2 separate regions of the Zea mays genome follow, and region 1 is linked to region 2. The links are chromatin contacts, called in public Hi-C maps. All regions are on one chromosome and are shown on one strand. The core of a region is the stretch at or near the end of the contact, and the rest is flanking DNA. Distances in the headings are between cores, read along the strand shown.

Region 1 (6,026 bases), core at 2,441-4,940, 100 kb after region 2:
TATCCCCCTCCCCACCAAAAAAAAAGCAGGCTTGCTATTCAACGACTTGAGGTAATGAAGAATGACTTGCAGATCAGGATTGCAAAGGAGGTAAGGAAAAGAAGAGTGCATGTGCATCAGTTCTTGATTTATGTGAATCTTGCAACTTAACTATATATTTTCTCAGGCTAGAGGCAATGCAATCCTACAGGCAAGTTTGGAAAGAAGAAAACAAGCACTACACGAGCGTCGTGTGGCTCTGGAACAGGATGTATGCCTTATTCTACTAGCATACAATTTTCTGCTTTTATGCATCCAAACCCCATTTGTTTTGTGCATATTTGTTGTGAAAGGGCCTCTAGCTGAGTTGGTTAGGTGGTCTGAGTAGTCTTGAGTGCGAATCCTAGTGAGAGCGAATTTTAGGCCGAGGTTAAAAAATGCCACTCACTGGTTCCTTTGGTTGTGTGCACATGAGAGGCTGGGAGGGCTCAAAGCATGAGTAAAGATTCGGTCTATAGGGGCAGACCCTCATGTTGCACGGGAGGCCAACTTTCATGATCTTTCTCGGTCGGGGCTCCGATTGAGCTTCTTTTTAATATAATACCGTGGGGGCGGTCTTTCCCTTACCCGCTTACCGGACATTTTTTGTGTGTGTGCATATTTGTTATATTTGTTTTGTTGCAACCAGCTTTAGACAATTGTCCACATAACATTTTTAAACTGAAAGTGCCTCTTTATGTGAGTTTGGTGCTTAGTATGATCACACTTGTTTGTTCACTAGGTGTCAAGGTTGCAAGAGCAGCTACAGGCTGAAAGGGATCTTAGAGCTGCACTGGAGGTTGGGCTAAGCATGTCTTCTTCACAATTTTCTAGCTCACTCTCCATGGACTCGAAGGTATTGGAATTGTAAGCAAGTTGTTCTTTGACAGTTACGTACTTGCTCAGCTTATTTTATGATGTCCTCTGTTTTCTATGCACTTCTTTATAGACAAAGTCAGAGCTTGAGGAAATTGCTCTCGCAGAAGCTGATGTTGCAAGATTAAAACAGAAGGTTGCAGAGCTGCATTTCCAACTCAATCAACAGCGCCAGCACCAGTATGGCTCTTCCGTAGATGCAAATGATCATCCTCAACACCTTCTAAATCATCTCTCGCAGTAAGACTATTTTTACTATTCTTTTCAGCTTTGTTAGGTTGTGCCTGCAAGTCCAAATATTTGGGAGCTACGTATTTAGTAACAAATGCAGAATGCTTGTAAGCTTGTTCGTATCTATTAGAGGGAAAACCCTAACCCTAATTGCTAGTCGGTCGGGGCATGGAGAGCGCCGGGTATGACGCGGGAGCTCGCCTAGTGGCCTGCGGAGGCGGAGGAGGGGCCTGGCGATGAGAGAAGGGCGGCGTGTGTGCTGCATGCGGGGGAGGAGGCACCAACACAGTGCAGCTGGGGAATGGGGGGCTACTGTTGTCGCGGAAGTGGAGGAGAGGCCAACCTACATGTGGCTGGGCGGCACAGGGCTGCGGATGGCGCGCGCGTAGAGGGAGGCCGCCACAGGGAAGGAGGAGCTGACTGCGGATGGCACTGCTGGCGCGTGGAGGGAGGCTGCCGCAGGGAAGGAGGAGCTGGCCTGGGTGCGGTCGGGTGATGCAGTTGGTGTGTAGAGGGAGGCCACCATGGGGAAGGAGGGGTTGGGCGCCGGTGTGCGGTCGGGCGCGCTTGGTCCGCGCGGCGCAAGGGCTGCAGTCGGCGTCGCGGAGGAGCAAAGGGAGGCCGGCGCGGACGACGTCGCAGGGGAGGAGCAGCCCACCGCCGTGCGGCTTGCACTCCGTGGGCACCTGGAGGTCGAATGGTGCGGGAAACGGAGAGTAGAAGGCCGGCAGCGGCTGGCCAGCCACCACGCGGACCACTGGCGAGGAGAAAGGAGCGCCAACCATGGAGGGAGAAGGCCCGGCAAGAAGGGGCGCCGGTGGCTCTCAAGGGAGAGAGGGGGATGGAGGGGGGAGGGAAGATGGCATATTTTGTGACTTTGATACCATGTTAGACCTTGTTCGGTTGCATGTGGATCGGAAGGGGTTGAGGGGGATTAAATCCCCTTCTATTCTATTTTGACTAGGGAGGGATTTAATCCCCTCCAATCCCCTTCGATCCAGACACAACCGAACAAGCCCTTAAATGGAAAACTCTAACCCTAGTTGGACAAGGGATGTATTATATATAGCTAAGTATATGGGTCAATACCCATTATAGTGATAAGACACAATACACTAACAGTATCATATTCCCTAATTATTTTTACAAGTGACAGTTCATTGAATATGCAATATTTTACTTCTACCAGGAACATTGTCCAAACAGGATTTGATAGGAGCGTTGCTTTCTGTAATCAAGAGAAGCAAAGAAATGAGGTTAGCTGTTTGCGAATCTCTTGTCTTGCTATACTTTATACATCTTGAGAAAATCAAAGCAAAATTTAGTTGACATGAGCTCCATGATTGCACTTCAATAGTAGTGTTTTACAAGCTCAATCAGCCCTACTTATTAAAGGGGCAATGCTCGGACTAGCGGCACATTGTCCTGTAGGTTCAACTCAAATTGAATAAGGCTAAGTTTTTAAATTGTTATCTTTTGGTCTAGTGTCCAACCTAGACCCTAAGCAACCATTTTGAGTAAGATCAAACACAATAAGGATAATAGACATTAACAACTAATTTTCCATGCATCTAGGGCCCCAGGTTCTAAGATAATTTTTTTTAACGTAATGGCAGGAGCTCTGCCTTTCCATTAAGAAGATTAGAATCGACCCATTTTTAAGGAAAACTGGGCCCGAAACCTACTCAGAGTGCCCAAACAACACATGCAGCGACAACCCCACCCACAACCCATCCAGAGCCATCGTTGTCGAGCTCAACACAAGGTATGAGCAGCTTCGACTTCGCCAGATCGGCCGCACATGGCCAGAAGAAACACGACGTCGCCTACACCTAAAACCTGACACAGAAGGAGGAAGACCGCGACACGCCATCGTTGCCAAGCTTCAACACACCCACACTCGAGGCAACTCCGATTCTTCACCAACAATCTTGATCCAACACCCACCTCCGGGTTTTGCCCGACCTCCAAAACAATCTAGATCACAAGGAAGGGGGGTTTGCCTCATGTCATCGTTGCTGAGCCACATCCCCTAATCCCCTAACGTGGTAGCTTCGACTTCACGTTGCAAAAACCCCACCTCCACCCGCAATCCAGATGCCGAGAAGCGAAAGCAGCAACCGAAGGCAACATCGAGGCTGAGACAAACTTCAAACATGACGCCTTCAGGAAGGGAGTGACGTCTAGGATGCCACCGTCACATGTCTGTGATGGACCGAGCTTTCGCCCAAGGAAGACAGAGCAATGCGATGCCCTCAATAGGGGGAAGTGGCGCCCACGGGCGTCACCATCGCCAAGGCTTTCGCCCAAGATGACCTCCAGCACATCGTTAGGCCAGGACCCCAGGTCAAAGCATGCAGCCTCCGCCGTCGCCACCGCCCTGGTCTCCGCGCAAACCCCTCCAGAGGGGCACCAACGCGTCGGCTGCCGCAACACCCGCAAAGCTACGTTGGCTGCCATCGGCACACGAAAGACGAAACCAGGGAATACCTTGTCGTGTGCGCCACACTGCCGCCCGCCAGAGCTGAAACCGGCTGCCGCCACTGCCCTGACACTCACGACCAACGAAACCAGCACTCCACCTTGCACAAGACAAAGAGGCCGGACCGGCGGAGGACGCCCTACCCGCTCCATGGCCTCCCCACCGTGACCTCCAGCCGCACAAGAGCCACGCCGTGGGAGGCACCGGTGCTCCACCCAGCACAAGATGTAGAGGTCAGCCCAACGGTGGAAGCCCTGTATGCACCTTGGCCTCCACCCGAGGGAGGCTGGCCCACCGCCGTCGTCGAGCCCGAGAGGCTGCCATGGAGTTCGTCGAGGACCACCAGATCTGGCCTTGGGCACACCAGATCTGGCCATGGGCTCGTCGGATATGGCCCCCGGTGACCCACAACGACGACACTGCCGTACACGACAGTCGTGCCGCCGCCGCCAATCTTGCACGGCCACCAGCACACCCACCATCTCCCTGCATGTGATCAACACGACCTCGAACCGACCACGGCAACCACGGATGCGGCAAAATCCGGCCACCCTGACCACGGATCTTCCAACCCCTACCACAAATCCGACCACGGCGGTAGCGACCCAAAGGAACGACGACCTATTCTTGTGCCACGAGCGTGCCTCCCGACCTCAGGAAGGGGCTAAAGCCTCTCTGCCGCCCTCCTTGCTAGCCGCGCGGCTCTCTAGTGACTCGCGGCGGCGCGGCAGGGGAAGGTGTGCAGAGGGTGTGGCGGCGCTAGGGTTGGGGTCGCCCCCGTGTCGCCCTCTCCGCCCAGGAGAGAGCGACGCAGGGTTCTAAGAGAAATATAACTGTCAATGATTGGATTGGGACTCTAAGACACACTGATATTCTGACAGGAGAGCCTGCCGAGCACATCCCACTGGAGAAGCATCAAACAGCATGTGCTATCTCATGGTTCTTCAAGGCCTTTCTCCCGAAAGCATTCCTCGGACACCTCCTTGAGTGATTCTACAAGTGTGCCTGCAGAGGGCGGGCCAATGTTGGTGAACATCCCTAGAACAACGAAAGTAAGAGAAACCCCCTAGTTATTTTGCTGCACTAACATTTTTCTGGTAAAAAATACTTAGGTTTGAGTTTTCAATCTCCTGTTGTGATTTGCAGCAGGGTGTCGAATATGGGAGACCGCCGTCTGTGTCGTCATCCACTCTGGTTGAACTAACAACCAGGCTAGATTTCTTCAAAGAACGGCGGTCACAATTGATGGAACAGCTCCACAGCCTCGATTTAGGGCATGGATCCACGTCCCATGGTTTCCCATACAAACCTTCATCTCCCTGGAACAGCCCAAAGTAAAGTAGGGGATGATCATTTGCTGCAGTACGACGTCTCTGTATATTCTTGGTATAGAATCTCCTTTATGTTTCACTCCATCTTTGTAGAGCCTGGTAGTGAGAATGTATATCCCTTGCCTTCACTTGTTTTGCTAGTGCTTGCAGCGGATCTTTTTTTAGCATGATTTTGTTTTACTGTATATGTAATGAGTTGAGGAGATTGTGACACGGCTTTTATATGTTTTAGCAATTTTGTTCTATTGTGTATGTAATGAGTTAAGGGGATTGTGACACGGTTTTTATATGTTTTCGCAATATATAGATGCGTCTTTTTTCTTGGGGATATATAGTCCACTGCAGGTGGAGCTACTGTTGTCATTTCGAAAACAATGTGGCTGATCCTTGTAGGCAGCTAATTCTCTCCCCCAAATGGATTGGAGGAAACGAGTGGACTTTTGACAATCCGTATTTAATCCGACAAGGCCTTTTAGGGCTTGTTTCTATTTAATTCGACAAGGCTTTTTTAGGGTTTGTTTGCACATAGACTAACTGACTAAGGGGGATGTTTGGTTCCCACCTAAACTTTAGTGACTAAAAGTTTTAGTCCCTAAAAATACCATACGAAGTGACTAAATGAGACATTTCAAATAGAAATTTTAGGGACTAAAATTTATTCCCTAAAGTTTAGGAGAGTGCCTAAAGAAACCTTTAAGTGCACTAGAACTAATAGTTAGTGTGTAAAATTAGCTGTAGCATCTAAACATCCTATCTAATAGTTCAACTATTATCTATATTAGCTATTTTTAACAAATTAGTTAATAGTTAGTTAACTAGCTAATTCCACTAGCAATTTTTTAGTCAGCTAACTATTATCTCTAGTGCATTAAAACAATCTCTAAGGCCTCGTTTGAATGCATTAGAGCTAATAGTTAGCTGTTAGATGGAGATATCCAAACAACTCAACTACTAGTTACTTTTAGTTGAAGATATCAAAACCTCTACTAATAGTCCTGCTAACAATTAGCTAACATTAGTTATTAGTTGAATTAATATAGTTAAAATTAACTATTAGCTAGAGCATCTCCAATAATTATATAGATTTA
Region 2 (6,775 bases), core at 1,673-4,172:
GGGGCACCGGACAGTGTCCGGTGCACCACCGGACAGTGTCCGGTGCACCAGAGGACTCCAACTCAAACTTGCCACCTTCGGGAAATTCCAGAGGCACTCCACTATAATTCACCGGACTGTCCGGTGTACACCGGACAGTGTCCGGTGCTCCAAGGAAGAGCGGCCTCAGGAACTCGTCTGCCTCGAGAAATCAGAACGGCTGCTCCGCTATAATTCACCGGACATGTCCGGTGTACATCGGACTGTCCGGTGCAACTCCGGAGCAACGGCTACTTCGCGCCAACGGCTACCTGCGTCGCATTAAATGCGCGCGTTGCGCGCGCAGAGGTCAGGCACGCCCATGCTGGCGCACCGGACAATCTACAGTGCATGTCCGGTGCGCCACCGGACATCCAGGCGGGCCCAGAAGACAGAGCTCCAACGGTCGACCCCAACGGCTTTTGGTGACGTGGCTGTCGCACCGGACATGTCCGGTGCGCCATCGAACAGACAGCCTCACCAAACGGCTAGTTTGGTGGTTGGGGCTATAAATACCCCAACCACCCCACCATTCATTGCATCCAAGTTTTCCAGCTTCCAACCACTATACAAGAGCTAGCATTCATTACAAAGCACACCAAAAGAGATCAAATCCTCTCCCAACTCCACACAAAGCCTTAGTGACTAGAGGGAGTGATTTGTAGTGTTCATTTGAGCTCTTGCGCTTGGATCGCTTCTTTTTCTTTGGCATTCTTTCTTGTGATCAAACACTCACTTGTAATTGAGGCAAGAGACATCAATCGTGTGGTGGTCCTTGCGGGAAGTTTTGATTCCCAAGTGATTTGAGAAAGAGAAGCTCACTCGGTCCGAAGGACCGTTTGAGAGAGGGAAGGGTTGAAAGAGACCCGGCCTTTGTGGCCTCCTCAACGGGGAGTAGGTTTGCGAGAACCGAACCTCGGTAAAACAAATCCTCGTGTCACACTTCTTATTCACTTGCGATTTGTTTTGCGCCCTCTCTCGCGGACTCTATTATATTTCTAACGCTAACCCGACTTGTAGTTGTGATTATTTTTGAGAATTTCAGTTTCGCCCTATTCACCCCCCCTCTAGGCGACTTTCAACGGGGCGGTGCCAAACTTCCCTATGCGGCGAGGGGATGGGCGAGGGGATGGGGCGAGGAAGAGGACGGTGGTCGGAGGTGACCGCGGCGAAGCCGTACGCGGCGAGGACGATGGGGTGGCTGACTGGTGGGGCCAGCCTGTCAGCGGGAGCGGTCGCGAGCGAGGGCGAGGGGGAGGCGACTGACGAGTGGGGACGGCGTGTCAGTGGTGCGCGGGCGCGAGCGCGGAGTGGGTCGGAGGTGGGCCGAGGGGGGGGGGGAGTCGCGAGCGCGGAAGGGGGAAAGCGGCCACAGGTGTGGGCTGGAATTGGTCTACTTAGGGGGGAGATAAAAGCTTCTCCTTTTCTTTTTATTTTCCAATTTTTATTTCCATTTTTATATCCTTTTCTTTTGAACAATTAATTTACTAGATAATCTTAGGTGCTAGAAAATAAAATCTAAGTGAGGTGCTTCTAATCAGACAAAGTGTATGCATATGATGAGAAGACCTAGGGGAGATTAAGGATAGATAATAAGAAGGGGGGTTAGATTAGGGTTCCAAACCTCGGGTTGAAAATTGGGATGTTACATTTCGTCGCTCAGTTCCTCATTGAGCTCCCACGTGGCCAAATAGACAAAGAGAGGCACACTCTCATGTTTGTGTAGGCACACGACGTGGGGCGTGGCAGTGGAGCCAGGTGGCTGCGGCCTAGGGCGACTCGTCCGAGGCTAACCCAGGGCGGGAGACACATTCATGACTCGCTCGAGGCCAACTCTGGGCGGGAAACACATTCACGACTCGCCTGAGGCCAACCTTGGGCAGGAGACGCGATTATGACTCGCTCGAGCCCAATCCTGGGCGGGAGCGCAGTCACGGCTCGTCCGAGGCCAACCCCGAGCAGGAGACATAGTCACACCTCGCCCGAGGCCAACCTCGGCCAGGAGACAATCGCGGCTCACGAGGCCAACCTCGGACGAGAGTCAGTCACGGCTCGCGAGGCTAATCTCGTGCGGGAGACGCAGTCACGACTCGACCGAGGCCAACCTCGGGTGGGAGACAATCATGGCTTGTGAGGCCAACCTCGGGCGGGAGACACGGTCACGCCTCACCTGAGGACAACCTCGGGACGGTAACTGCTACAACCTACGCGATTGATTTGCCGTGTAATTACCAGAAGGTCGTTTGTGTTTCGTTGCAACGCACGGGCATCATACTAGATAGATCTGCTTTACATCGTCTAGACATGTGCAGGTAATAAGCATTTAACGAATAGTTTGTTTAAATGATGTAATCGGTCTACCACGTCGTAATCTGCAGTGGGCACCATACTAGAAAGTGGGTGTTGCAGAGATTAATAAGTCTGTTCCCAACAGTTACCTCACATAGATAGATCTTGTTTAAATGAGGTAACCTGTCTACCATGCCACTTCAAAAACATAGATATGCACATGTAATAAATTTTTAACAAATATTGTGTGTTCCGTTGTAACACACGACAACCATACTAGTATAATACACCTTTAGTTCCAGTATATAAGGCGTAACCACATCTGGTTCAAAGACAAAAAAATTCATTTAATTCTCTCTATATCACTGTACCAATAATGTACGTGTGCATAGAGAGCACGCCTTATATTGTGGGACAAAATAAAAAATGGTTACGACTTATATTCTAAAATGGATGGGTATATAACAAACATATCAAAGCACAAACATAAGTAATTAATAAAATGACAATGGTGAGTTGGGGGCAGGCCGGCAGAAACAAAGGAGATGCCTTGAGCCCAATCAACGGCCGTCTGCTCGAGCCTTCGTCCTTGGGCTGCTGCCGCGACGAGCACGTATCAGATCCCTCCCGCAGTCTCGCGCGCTCTCCCCCACCCACCCACCCCCTATCCATCCATCCATCCCACCTCCTGCTCCACATCCTCCCCTCCGCCCACCAACGCAGCAGCAGCCAGCAGCCCCGCCACTTCCCCCCTCGCCGCTTGCGATGGCGGTCACGCGCGTCGCCGTGGCCGCCGCCCTCTCGGCGGCCCCGCTCTCCTCCCGCCGCCACCGGGTTGCCCTCCCCTCCGCCTGCCGCCTTCTCCCCGCCTCGGCCACCTGCTGCAACAGCCGCGCGCCGATGTCTCTGCAGGCCGCCGCCGCCGCACCTGCCGCCGGCGCGGTCGACGAGGAGACTCCTGCCTCCTCCCCTCCGTCAGGTGCGCCTCCCACTCTAGCATCCGCCTCCCTCGGATTCCAGATTGGGCTGTCGTAAAACCGCCGAGTTGCTCGTGCAACTGCCCGAGCCACATCTGATCTGTGAGCGGTCGGAGTGAGAGCGGGCTACTAGCAACGTTTCAAATCTAAGAGCGAAGCGTGGTAAAGTAATTGGTTGTTTCGCCGAGCCTGCAGATGCTAGCAAGGGGGTGGAGAACCTGGTGATCATCGGCTCTGGACCAGCCGGTTACACCGCTGCCATCTACGCCGCCCGGGCGAACCTGAAGCCTGTCGTGTTTGAAGGGTGCCAGATGGGGGGTGTCCCCGGCGGGCAGCTGATGACCACCACCGAGGTGGAGAATTTCCCTGGCTTCCCGGACGGTATAACCGGGCCTGATCTCATGGACAGGTGAGACCTTTCCGATCGGTTCAATTCCCATAGTGTCATGTTGGTATGTTACCATGCTTACATCATCGACGGCGCATTTGATTAAAACCAGAATGCGCAAGCAAGCGGAACGCTGGGGCGCAGAGCTTTACCAAGAGGATGTTGAGTTTGTGAATGTAAAGAGCAGCCCGTTTGTTATTCGTAGCAGCGACCGTGAGGTACACGCCGTTGTGCTATTCCTCGTGCATGTCCGTCCTCTATAATCTGTTTTCGAGTTTGAATTTTCATTCTGCACAAGGTGGTGTTGCGTACTTGCGTGTGCTGTTTGTTTGGCATTCAATGGATGGTACTAACATAATTTAACAAATTAACTACGGATAAGATCCACTGATGATAAACAAAAAACATAGGAGCTTTCATATAGGGGGAGAAAATGTAAGGATGCATGTCTACAAGAGCAAGCTTTTGAACTGTAGGCCAGTCCAGTGTTTATGGGCTCGTTTGGTTTCCTCCCCGCCGAAGCTGCCTGGCTCAGGCAGTTCTCCCAAACATTGGATTTCGAACGCCTGGGGCTGGGATGGTTTGCCTGGCAGGCAATTGCCTGTGAGGGTTCCAACCAAATAAGCCCTATGTGGTTTACTTGATTATAGGTCTTACACTACTGTCTGGTCTTATGGTCTTTAGTTCTTCTGATACCTGTCTCTTGTTTGTAGTTTTTACAATATGTATCCACCTGGTACTCCTGTTTTTAAATATGTGACCTTTAAGGCAAGCTAATTTGTTCTTTTTTAACTAATTAAGTTTCCCTAAACATCACATATTTAAAAACAGATGGAGTATAATGAACGCAAACTATTTTAGACATTTTCTTCTCTGCATTAATCTCAGGGCATATGTAGGTGAAATGTCATAGTCTAATTATTGCAACTGGAGCTACGGCTAAGCGCCTCCGTCTGCCTCGTGAAGATGAATTTTGGAGTAGAGGCATCAGCGCATGTGCAATATGTGATGGAGCTTCACCACTTTTCAAGGGCCAGGTTCTTGCAGTTGTTGGGGGTGGTGATGTAGCTACAGAGGAAGCAGTATATTTGACAAAATATGCTCGACATGTTCATTTACTAGTTAGAAAGGATCAGCTACGGGCTTCCAAAGCTATGCAGGACAGGTAAAATAATTTCAATTCTTTTTCCTAAGAATATTCTGTTCTGTTCACACAGACATACTACCAGCAGATTGCCAGTATTTCACTTATCTTGGGCATCAGCACTTATTAGGAGTGATAGTGGATTGAATTATCTCCTTTTAGAAGGGCAGGCCTGGTGTAAGAGCTGTCTCCCTGAGTCACCAATCTGTGAACATTGTATTATTTTAGGCTAGGTCTATTGCTTTCGAGTAGTGGTTATACAGGTGGCATTGTAAAATGCTGTATTTAGCCAATAAGCTACAGTTTGTTGGATGTGAGCTAGTAATTATGGTAACTATGTTAGTTAGTGTTAGCTGTTTGCCAATTTAAATACTAAAAATCATAGTATTAGTTGAGTTTTCATAGATCCTGCAGATCATCAATTTTGGGAACTTATCTGTAGATTAAATTATTATGTTCTTTGAAGGACGTGAGCTCCTCTTCAGTCACTTGAAATATTAATGAGGTAAACTTCCAATTCGCTGGATGTTTGGTTAACAGGTTGATTATGGCGAATGTTTCAGAGTACTCAACAACCCCAACATAACAGTACATTTCAATACAGAAGCCATGGATGTTGTTAGCAATGACAAAGGGCAGATGTCTGGCGTTCATCTGAAGAGAAGAGATACAGGAGAAGAATCAGTTCTTACTGTGAAAGGTTTATTTTATGGCATAGGACATACTCCAAACAGTCAGCTGTTGCAGGGCCAAATCGAACTTGATAGTGCTGGCTATATTTTAGTTAAAGAGGGCTCAGCCAAAACTTCAGTTGATGGTGTATTCGCTGCTGGTGATGTTCAGGTAACTCCATCATTCACCTTCTGTATGGAACTTGTTCATGGTTTGCAATATATCTTATATTCCGAAGCTCCATTGGCACCATCATGTCATGTTTTTGTTATCACATATCATTTCTTGATGTCTTAAGAAGGAAACTGCTACAGCCAAGTATTTGCAAGATACCTAAGTATAAAATGCAGTATACATTGTGCAAGATATACATTTGTGAAATTGAGATATTTCTATGGCCATTTTGGTTTTTATGCTTCTCCAGTGTGTACCTGCAGGATCATGAATGGAGACAAGCTATTACTGCAGCTGGATCTGGATGCATAGCTGCTTTGTCAGTTGAAAGATACTTAGTTGCCAATGATCTTCTTGTCGAATTTCACCAGGTAGTCCTTTTTCCCCACAGTAGCTATTTCATTATGACATCTGGTGCACATACCAACTTCATTTTGCCTTGGACACTATTATAATGGAGGATGACTGTACAATCTTTACTGGATCCACAGTATCGTGAACAGCTGCAATCATCTACTTTTGTTATTTTGACTGGTATTTCTAGTTTATGTATCATCACATGTCAGCATTGCCATGTAGCCACATTGGAATTTATTCATATATGAAAATTTGAACATAGGCTTTCATCACTTCTTATATCACATGGTTGATTCACTTGTACCATCTTTTGCTGGTTATTTTCTGTACTAACCCCAATCAAGTTTACAAGGTACTGTTCTTTCTCATAATTTTTTAATTTAAATGCAGCCTGTTCAAGAAGAAACAAAGAAGGATATTACAGATAAAGATGTTCAAATGGGCTTTGACATTTCTCACAGAAAACACAAGGGACAGGTATTTATGCATAGATTGACCCACATGATGAAAATGTTAATTTGAAAACTGACACTGAGCTTTCTTCCTTTGCAGTATGCACTCCGCAAACTGTACCATGAGAGTCCACGACTCATTTGTGTTCTATACACTTCTCCCACATGTGGTCCTTGCAGAACCTTAAAACCAATTTTGAGCAAGGTTGGTTCCTGAAGTTGGTACTGTATCTGATTGGTCTAATTTAAGGGCTCATATTCTTTTTAAAACAACCTACCAATCAACCTTAAAGCACCTTCTTTT

The links. A called contact is a pair of places that touch in the nucleus more often than the background predicts.
Region 1: a contact with region 2 is called in a Hi-C map of endosperm, with 2.1 times the contacts expected there. The contact joins the enhancer-like site here to the promoter of LOC100216789 in region 2. A contact is called at or near these places in 3 of 25 Hi-C or Micro-C datasets (ear, endosperm and tassel).

The regions. Positions count from the first base shown.
Region 1 is chr7:180,070,956-180,076,981 of Zm-B73-REFERENCE-NAM-5.0, forward strand. LOC103633525 (rho GTPase-activating protein 7) reads left to right here. Exons shown (of 21, transcript XM_008655208.4): 16 at 27-90; 17 at 167-250; 18 at 761-874; 19 at 968-1,134; 20 at 2,315-2,381. Among protein-coding and RNA genes, the nearest start is that of LOC103633525, 8.9 kb to the left of the region's middle. Within about 2 kb of position 3,691, at least 1 of the 20 cell types and tissues checked has an H3K27ac peak or open chromatin away from gene starts, as enhancers often do. A contact at or near this core is called in endosperm, where this site is marked.
Region 2 is chr7:179,966,944-179,973,718 of Zm-B73-REFERENCE-NAM-5.0, forward strand. It overlaps LOC100216789, which reads left to right and starts at 2,923. Exons shown (of 10, transcript NM_001143188.2): 1 at 2,923-3,286; 2 at 3,480-3,693; 3 at 3,785-3,890; 4 at 4,572-4,837; 5 at 5,380-5,659; 6 at 5,926-6,033; 7 at 6,410-6,496; 8 at 6,572-6,676. The coding sequence starts at 3,073.